Regions from separate parts of the Rattus norvegicus genome. Here region 1 is linked to region 2. The links are chromatin contacts, called in public Hi-C maps. All regions are on one chromosome and are shown on one strand. Each heading gives the region's core, a stretch centred on a gene start, on an enhancer-like site or on the middle of the called end of the contact. The rest is flanking DNA. Distances are from core to core; before and after follow the strand shown. Region 1 has its middle 44 kb from the start of Ptgr2. Region 2 overlaps LOC134479230 (a long non-coding RNA gene).

What was found. A called contact is a pair of places that touch in the nucleus more often than the background predicts.
Region 1: a Hi-C map of liver shows a contact between it and region 2, with 4 times the contacts expected there. The contact joins two enhancer-like sites. A contact is called at or near these places in 4 of 12 Hi-C or Micro-C datasets (the A7r5 cell line, Schwann cells, liver and 1 more).

What each region holds. Positions count from the first base shown.
Region 1 is chr6:109,616,114-109,621,273 of GRCr8, reverse strand. No RefSeq gene overlaps it. Among named protein-coding and RNA genes, the nearest start is that of Ptgr2, 44 kb to the left of the region's middle. Within about 2 kb of position 1,938, at least 3 of the 93 cell types and tissues checked have an H3K27ac peak or open chromatin away from gene starts, as enhancers often do. A contact at or near this core is called in liver, where this site is marked.
Region 2 is chr6:109,447,917-109,452,818 of GRCr8, reverse strand. It overlaps LOC134479230 (a long non-coding RNA gene), which reads right to left. Exons shown (of 3, transcript XR_010052282.1): 3 at 2,680-3,170. Among named protein-coding and RNA genes, the nearest start is that of Acot6, 13 kb to the left of the region's middle. Within about 2 kb of position 3,093, at least 5 of the 93 cell types and tissues checked have an H3K27ac peak or open chromatin away from gene starts, as enhancers often do. A contact at or near this core is called in liver, where this site is marked.

The sequences.
Region 1 (5,160 bases), core at 689-3,188, 170 kb before region 2:
TAAACAACAGGTCAGCCAAGAGTTATATTCTATTTAAAAGGTCAAAAACTAGGCATGAGAAGCAAAGTCCCTTGTCCAAGGATCAGTCAACAGTCAATGGCCAATCAGCTGTTGCCATGGTGGTTTTGTGTGGCTTGGACACACAATGTTCTCCACAAGCTATGTGTTTGCACACTGAGTCCCCAACTAGTGGTGACAGTTTGGGACACTGTGGAACCTTTGGGAGGAGGAAGTAGGTGGAGGAAGTGGGTGGAGGAAGTGAGCCTTGAAGATTCCACGCAAATGGCGTTTCCTGTTCCTCCCCCACTGTCTTCCCCCCATGATGGACTCTAGCCCTACCCTCCATTAAGTCCCAACAAACCCTAGCTCCTTTACCTTGCTTGTTGGCAGGTATTTTGTCACAGAAATAAGGAAGAGGGGAAAAACAAAACAAAAAGCCCTTAAAGAGAAACGCTGCCTCTCAAGCTCTGCCTGTATCAGTCACACAACACCTTCTGACACCCTCAGCTCCTTTCTTTTTGTATAAGGGACTCAGTGACGGCGCTTGGCTTCAAACCTAAAGGAAGGAGGGGCTGGACAGATGGCTCAGTGGTTAAGAGCATTGGCTGCTCTTCCAGAGGACCTGAGTTCGAATCCCAGAAACCACATGGCAGCTTGCAACTGTCTGTAAATTCTGTTCCAGGGAATCCAACACTGTCATTCACATATACATACATACAGGCAAAACATCAATGAAAGAAAGAAAGAAAGGAAGGAAGGAAGGAAGGAAGGAAGAAAGAAAGGCAAAGAAACTAAGCTAAACTAAGGGATGGCTGTGTCCCATTTTGCATTGTTCTTGCTATTTAGTGATTAAATTGCATTAGACATTTTTCTACTTATCCTAGGTTACACAGTGAGACCCCATCTCAAAACATCTAAAGAGATGGAGGAGGAGGAAAAAGGGAAAAGTACCAGACTAACTGAAGTGACGAAGTCTAACATTATCTCTAGAACACCACCTAACAAGTATACAGAGACCATTCTCTACGGAGGTCATGCAACGGAAAAAATAGAAAATTGAACTTGATCCAGAACAAGTAAAGAGACTGAGTTAGGCAATAAACTAACAAAAACACTTCATTTAAAGAAAATCCCAGCCAGGTCTGAAGAGATGGCTCAGCGGTTAAGAGCACTGGCTGGGGGCTGGGGATTTAGCTCAGTGGTAGAGCGCTTACCTAGGAAGCACAAGGCCCTGGGTTCGGTCCCCAGCTCCGAAAAAAAGAACAAAAAAAAAAAAAAAAAAAAAAAAAAAAAAAAAAAAAGAGCACTGGCTGCTCTTCCAGAGGTCCTGAGTTCAATTCCCAGCAACCACATCAGGTGGTTCACGACCATCTGTAATGGGATCTGGTACCTTCTTTGGAGAACATGAAGACAGCATACTCATACAAAAAATAAATAAGTAAATCTTAAAAAAAAAAAAAAAAGGAGAAGAAAGAAAGAAAGAAGATACTAGCCAGGTGGTGGAAATGCATGCCAGAACTTGGGAGGCAGAGACTGCTGGATCTCTTTGAGTTCAAGGCCAGCCTGGTCTACAGAGTGAGTTCCAAGATGGCCAAGGATAAACACAGAGAAAGCCTGTCTGGGGGGTGGGGGTGGGGGAGGGAGGCTTATCTTTATACAATAATGGCTTTTGTCAAACTGCAGCAGATTCCAGTCTCAGGACTTTGCCTTCAGCTTGGATGCATGCTCAGTCTACCTCCTGACAGAGCCCTAGCAGGGAGGCGCACATGGAGGCTGGAGGGGGGGTTACGGTAGGAGGGCACCAGTGGAGAACAAGGCTGCTCTCCTGACTCTCTCTCCTATGCATGAACAGGAAGTCCTGAGTGGTTTCTACATAGTTCTTCAGAAGGTCCCCAAGGAGATTGAACCACGTGTCTGCCGTGACAACCAGTGCCCGAATGCACCCTTGTTACTTCTTCTTCCCTGTATTGCTCTGCCCTCCTCTCACACCAGGGACGTCCTACTGTCTCCTTGTCAAAGGCTTTTCTCTGGGAGGGATACAAATGAAGTTTTATTGTAGCTTAAGAGAATCAGTGTGTGTGTGTGTGTGTGTGTGTGTGTGTGTGTGTGTGTGTGTGTTTTCCTGGGGAATCAGACTTGTGTATCCTAGGCAAGCACTGTGCCATCCTTACCCCCAGAAATTAGGATTTTTTTTCCAGCAAAACTTCTCAAAAACTAAGAGTCAATACAACCAAAGAGGCTGGAGTTACGGTTCAGAGATTAAGAGTGTCTATTGCTCTTTCAGGAGCCAAGTTTAGCAGCCACGTGGAGTGATTTACCACCACCTAAAACTCCAGCTCCAGACGGATCCAATGCCTCTGGCTTCCACCATACATAAGTGCACACACTCATACATAAGGTACACATACGCATAATTAATTACAATAAGAATGAATCTCTGGGTGGTGGAGGAGCACGTCTTTAATCCTAGCACTCATGAGGCAGAGGCTGGTGCATCTCTGAGTTTGAAGTCATGCTGGTCTGCAGAGTGAGTTTCAGGACAGCAAGAGCTACATAGGGAGACCCTGTCTTGGAAAAAAATAAACAAAAATAAATAAATAAATAAATAAATAAATAAATAAATAAATAAATCTTTTGACTGGGTGTGGTGGCACACAACTTTAATTCCAGTAACTGGGAGGCTGAGGTAGATCTCTGTAAGTCCAAGGCCAGTCTGGTCTATGTAGTGAGACCTTGTTTCAAAATAAATTGAAGGAAGGAAGGAAGGAAGGAAGGAAGGAAGGAAGGAAGGAAGGAGGGAGGGAGGGAGGGAGGGAGGGAGGAAAGGAGGGAAGAAAGAGTAAGAAAGAAAGAAAGAAAGGAGGGAGGGAGGGAAGAAACAAAGAAAGAAAGAAAGAAAGAAAGAAAGAAAGAAAGAAAGAAAGAAGAAAGAAAATGAAAGTTAGATATGTTCAGTCAGTTAACCCAAACCAGTGTGGATAAGTATTTGATAGAGGAAAACAGACAATAGTAAAGTACTTTTAAAATCCTGGGAAAATGGGGTTGGGGATTTAGCTCAGTGGTAGAGCACTTGCCTAGCAAGCCCAAGGCTCTGGGTTCGGTCCCCAGCTCCGAAAAAAAGAAGGAAAAAAAAAATCCCAGGAAAATGGAAGCAATCCTGGAAGCAAAATAATGGAAGCAAATAGTGACTGGAGAGATGGTCCAACGGCCAAGAGCACCTGCTGTTCCCACAGTAGACCTGGGCTCAGTTCCCAGCACCCACATCAGGTGGCTCACAATCACCAGTAACTTCAAGGCCAGAGGATCCAGTGCCCTCTTCTGGCCTCTGTATATGATGCACATGCATACATTCAGGCCCACATACATACATGTACACATGAAGTAATAATTTTTTAAAAGAAATAAACAACAAAAAATATCATACATGGATGAATAATGAAGCTGAGGAACACGACTGCTGCTGTTTGAATAGCACTCACCCCTGTGCAGACCTGCACACAATTTCATTTCTGTAGTGTGGTATTATGGGGGTGAAATTTAATCTCACTCTAGTGTGATGTTTGGGATTACACAGGGCCATGGAAGCCGTGGGCCCAAGAGTGAATGCTGTTAACCAGGAGAGAGAGAGAAAGAGAGAGAGAGAGAGAGAGAGAGAGAGAGAGAGAGAGAGAGAGAGACTCACACAGGCACATGCTCCCTGTCCCTTGCTGTGTGATGACCTGTGTCTCAAGGCTCTTAGCCAAGTTCTGATGGCAAAATGGCCATCGCCTGATTCCGCCCTTCAATCTTAAACCAGAATCGGGAGCCAAATAAGCCTTCACTTGAAACTTAATCTGTGGTGTAGCAGAAGTAGCTCAGCTCTGCAGTAAAGAACCATAATTAATGGGGGGGGGGGGCAGAAAACACCATGATAATCTTAAGGAAGAAAAGTTTCTCAAGGTTTTTTTTTTTTTTAATTAAACTTGTTTATTCAGTCAGTCAGTCAGTCATTGGAGGGGGCACTCACCTAGCAGACAGAGGACAACTCACAGGAATCAGTTCTCTCCTTCCTCCACGTAGGTTCCTGGGATCAAACTCAGCAGCTAAGTGCCTTTACCTGCCGAGCCTTTTCTCTCTCTCCAGAGGAGCAAGTGGAGCGCCGACACTGCGTTTTCGAACAGCTAGAACACAGACACAGTGAACAGGTTCATCAAGGAGGAAATGGTTCCTCTGGCCCATTTCTGTCATGAACTCTTCAGATATTTTAAAAAAGCATAAAGGAACTGGTGGAATGGCTCAGGACCCACCTGATGGAATGAGAGAGTCAGCTCCCACAAATTGTTTTCTGCCCTTCATACATGTGCCATGGCACCCCTAAAACACATAATGAGTAAGAACATAAACGAAGAAGAAAGGAGGAATGAAGAGGATTCGAGGGGCAGCAATGTGGCTCAGTTCAAGCCTGAGTTCTAGCTCCAGACCCCTCCCAAAGGCAGGAGAAAGCCAGTGTACATGGTTAACTCTGTCTTCGGATTTATACCCCTCACACACAATAAAAAAATATATGAATTTGTAAATATGAATGCCTTGGGTTTTACGGTTTATAGGAATGTCTAAAGGGGCTGGAGAGATGGTTCAGTAGTTAAGAGCATTTGCTCAGCCGGGTGATCGTGTTCTATGCCTTTAGTCCCAGCATTGGGGAGGCAGAGGAAGTAGACCTCTGTGAGTTTGAGGCCAGCCTGGTCTACAGAGTGAGTTCTACCCAAGCCTATGCAGAGAGAAACCCTATCTTGAAAAATCCACATATATAATGTGTGTGTGTGTGTGTGTGTGTGTGTGTGTGTGTGTGTGTGTGTGTGTAATGTAAAGGACATTGAACAGAAAACAATAATAGAAAAATAGGGTGGCACAGACTGACAAAAGACCCAAATATAAGGAGGTCATTTGTGGGGTCTTTCAAGGGCATCAACGGATTTTAAAAAAAAAAAGGCAAAACAAGCCAATGCAATACAATGTAGAAATGTAAGTGGGGAGCGTTAAAAGAATCAATATTTTCTACAAACTTTCTCTGTGTGTAAATACCTACACAAATTCTGACTAAATTTCTCAAAATATGTCTTTTAAAAGTGGGTAGAGAGTGAGATTATTTGCTCCCTGGCATGTGCTTCCAGAACAGTTCTA
Region 2 (4,902 bases), core at 1,844-4,343:
CTCCTCATATATATTTTCCTCTGACACTCAAATGTAGGATGTCATACAGTGAAGCAGGTAAAGATAGAACAAGGCCTGTCATTGGATGAGAAGGACGGTTGGGCAGGAGAAAAGTTTGAGGGAAGAGGAGGAGACTGGAGACTGGGGGAGCCGAGAGAGAAGCCGTGGAGAGAACATGGAGGCTGACGTTAAGATTCCACTCTGTACCTTTACAGGTTGTTATGAATGTTCTTAAGGGATGGATGTATACAGGGCTTTATGTGTTTAGGTGGGCAATTATATCTTATCAATTAGATCAGAGGTTATTGTGTGTTCTTTCTTGTGGAGAATTAAGTTTAAGAGAGTGTGTGGCGCCTGGGACACTAAGTTGTCACGGAGTTGAGATGTGTCTTTCTGGCATGGAAACCTGCCTTGGGAACTGGATGGGTAGAGAGATCGCTGCCAGGCTCAGAGAGAGGCCTTCGGCGGTGTGATATGGGGTGGAGCAGAGTGGGTGAGATGCTTTGCTGACTGAGATTAAGATATCTATCAGATATCTTGGGGCACTGTGGTGCCAGACCTAGTGGGGGATAAAAGACAGCATTTTAGTTTTTATAATTTTACGACAACATATCAAGAGCATTAGGTGTTTGCTACCGAGACCTGAGAGCATGGGGCAGACTACAGTCCTGCTTCAGTTTCAGTGCACTTTTATACGTGAAAGAAACAAAGAAGGCAATGACCCTAGGAAAGTTGTTTGAGTTCAGGAAAACATGTAAATAAATGCCAGTAAATACATATTAAATATTAACAGGGCAGCTCTTTCCAGAACTTTCTTGGAACAGACTAAACCCAGTTGCCTGGCACCTACTATAGATTATCTCTTGGAAAGCATGACAGCAAGGCAGAGGCCACGTTCCCATTCAGGGCACACTGAGGACATCGCTCAACACATCCTTTTACCAGACTGGATGTTCCAACAAGCAGCAAGAACAAACATGTCTTATAAGTTCAATGTAAATGTTCGTCACAGGAGTCATGAAATCATATCCAAGAACAATCCAGGGAACCAAATACACCTGAGGTAAAAGGCCCTCTGCCTTTTCTCCTGGGGCCTCTCACAGTTCCCTAAGGCACTGCTTATTGTGTATGTGTTCCCTTTGCTCTATTCTCCTTTTGAATCAGAAGTCCCAAAAAATAGAAAGAGAAAGTGAGGGGAAGTTTAAGACTTGAAGCAAGCATAATAAACATAATAAACTATAATAAACTCAAGGGAAAGATAGAAATAAAGTTTTCAGCCTTTGGAAGTGGAGGGTAAAATTCTTTCCCTCTATCCTGCATGCTCAGTAACCGGAAACTAAACCCAACATTGGCACACTGTAGACTCATGCATTTACAAAAGATCCCAGTCAACAGTGCAGCCTTACAGAGAGGACCAAAAAGACTGAGGTGTAAGGCTCAAAGTGACCCTTAACTCCCGGGAGATCCCCCAAGTGAGACAGGAAGACAGAGTTCGATGCAAATGCAAGAGATTTATTTTCCGGCACGTCAATGTCGATCTTCAATCAGTCCCCTGTGGTGAGTGACTAGAAGGCGACCTAACAAGCAGTTTTTATACTTTTTAGGAATACAGGTTAAATCAGCCAGGGTTGTTGTAAAAATATAAATGTAAAAAGGGTATAGTTGTCTTTTACTCGCTAGGTCCCCACCACAGTGCCCCAAGATATCTGCTACATGTCTTGGCGGAAACACACCCCAGCTGCGCACTTTCCTACACTCAAACCCTCACATAAAAGAACACACAACACAATAACCTTTGACCCAATTGGTAAGATATAATTGCCCACTTAAACATACAAAGCCTGGTACTATCCATTCCTTGAGAACATTAATAACAACCTGTAAATACACAGAACAGAATCTTAACGTCACCTGCCATCTTGTCCTGCCATGGCTTCTCTGCCCCTCTCTCCCTCCTTTCTCTCCTCTCTCCCTTAGTCTCCTCCTCTTCCTTCAAACTTCTCTCCCGCCCATCCTTCCTTCTCCTCCAATGACAGGCCTCCTTCTATCCTGTACCTGCCCTTCACCAGTACTTTACAAATTCAATAGAGAGGTGGTTCTGGTGAAGTCACCTGAGTTCTGAGTCCTTGACTAGGCAGCTGTCCTTGGGACAGTGGAATTAACATCAAAATACAGTAACTCTAGAGCAAACCACAAAAAGCCAGGTTACTGTTTAAACTGATTGGCTAATCATATTGACCTTTGAATCTATTGGCTAGCAAGCATATGGCATGAATTTGAACTCTATCTGGGACCAGAGGGTCAGGTGACTATTAGTCAGTACATTCTGCAGTTTTTCAAGAATGTCCCTGCTCCTCCTGAAAACTGTGGGTAGAGAATGGAACTTGGCCTAGTCTTGACCTGAGGCAGTAGGTGTAAAGCTCTCGAAAGCCCTTAGGGTCTTTCACAGGAACTCCATAACCTACCTACTTTCTATCAGGCCAAGCCTCTTAATAGCTCTTACACTTCAATGAGAACTAGGGTCTTTCAAAGACTTGAAGCTACTATAATAAACATAGTAAACTATAATCAGGTCAACGGAAAGATAGAAATAAAGTTTCAGTCTTTGGAAGTGGAGGGTAAAATTCTTTCCCTCTATCTTGCATGCTCAGTAACCTGAAATTAAACCCAACATTGACACACTGGAGACCCATGCATTTACTAAAGGTCCAGCCAAGAGTGCAGCCTTAGAGAGAGGAAGAAAAAGACTGAGGCACCAGAGCCCTTGCAACTTGTCACTCAGGGACTGTGAGAGGCAGAGACAGGAATTGATTCTTTAAAGTATGAATTAGTCAGAGAGTTGACATTATGAGAGCTCAGTGGATGGGCATCCTCAACAGCCTTCCTCTTCCTCTTCAGCCATCACGGTATATAGGGATGGGGAGCAAAGGTAGTCAGTCAATCGTAGTCATTCTTGCCCTCTGGCCGTGTGGTTGCCTTGTCTCAGACTGCACTTTTCCTTCATTACCTTTGCTCTGTGTAGCCAGGGAATGGTTTGCATGCTCCAGGGGCACGAGTCCCGAATTTCCCCAGTCAGTGTGTGGGTGATTAGCCTTGAGGGTAACTCGGAGCCAACAAACCATCAGCCGTGTGTACTTGATGAGCTGTCCTGTGGGTGTGCAGATCCATCCCTACAGAAGGAAGTGCACATGTAATTTGTAGGAGGGACTATGAAGTGTCTATCAAAATCCCGTCTCACTGTGTAGTTATGACGGACTGTCCTGGAACTTTCTATGTAGACCACATTTACCTCAAACTCACAAAGATCTGCCTGCCTCTGTCTCCTAACACGTACAATGAATGCTGGGATTAAAGGAATGCAGCTCCATGCCCAGTCGTAGCCATAAACATTTTACCCTGTGTCTTTTAATTCTATTTTTTTATTCTTTTATTCTGGGTTCTGAAACTCATGGTGCCCCTCCCCCAGCCATAGAATTATTTTTTTGCTACTTTATAACTGTAAATTTGCTACTGTTATGAATCATAATGTTGATGTTTGACATCCGACGGTCTTAGGTAAGCCCTCACAGGGGTTGAGACCCATAGGTTGAGAACCACAAATGTAAGTAAAAGACAATCTGATCCAGCTGAGGTCTACCCGGGTCTAAGGGCGTTACCTACCTTTAGGGATTTACAAGCACACATTAGCACAGGGATGAGTCCAACCCTTTTTTTTTATTATGACAATTTTGTATTAACATATCTTAGGTTTTACTCTCTTATGTTGATTGAGCACAGAAGTTTTTGAATCCTCAGGAAGTAAAAGGAGGAGCATTTTTCTGCCTTGAAGCCCTGTGAACACCCATAATGGAAAAGCTGTTTGTTAAACACGTGCAAGGCACCTGTTAGCACTTCCTCAAGCGTTGCACTGAGAGCCACATCTTGAATATGTTTCTTTGTTTGGTTGTAAACCTAAGTGCTTGCCAATTGCTTTGTAAACATCTTTCCTGCCCTAGGGCGGGTCAGCTGTCAAGTGTTTTGTAGCTCACAAGAGCCAGGCTACAAAATCTGAATTCCAACTCAGGTCCTGATGAATCAAAGTTAAGGACAAGGGTTTTTGTTGTTGTTGGCTTTTGAGTAAAAGTTGCTGAGTTACTTAAGTCAAGTTGCTTAAAAACCAGATCACAGTGTCTAGAACTATCAAGATCTTTTCTCTGTCTCTCTTGGGGCTACATTTAAGAGCCAGGCTACAGCAGGATGTCTTGAAGTGTTCTTGGCCTGACCCACTCGTGGGCAGTGACTATGGTCCTAAGATAGGGAGTGCATACAACCATTTCCCCTGGGCCTTCTTACATAGGCCTTGTTCACAGGCCTGGGCTCTTCAATGCAGATCACCAAAAGGGACAAAAGGCTGAGTCTTTGCTTCCCTACAGAGGTTGGCCCTCTAGGCAGACCCCAGGAGGGCACAGAGTTCCATGATTGCATGCTGGTCACTTGAGAGCTCCACAGAGTCCAAGGGCACACACACTTCCCACTGCAGTGTAGACCTAACTCCCAAAGGTCCTCAAAATCCCCTTTGTTATAAGACCCCGAAGCAGCCCTACCTTAGGAGTGCCACCCACAGAGCACAGATTGACAAAGTGACCGCTGCAATGGCGTGAGGGTATAAGGTTTTTTTTTGTTTGTTTGTTTTTTGTTTTTGTTTTTGTTTTTTTTTTTTTTTTTTGGTTCTTTTTTTTTTTTTTTTTTTTTTCCGGAGCTGGGGACCGAACCCAGGGCCTTGCGCTTCCTAGGCAAGCGCTCTACCACTGAGCTAAATCCCCAACCCCTGGGTATAAGGTTTTTAATCCACTTATGTGGGGTTGTTCATCCACACAGGGAGAGGCAAAAAACAAACCCAAAAAGCACACAACTTTTATTCCT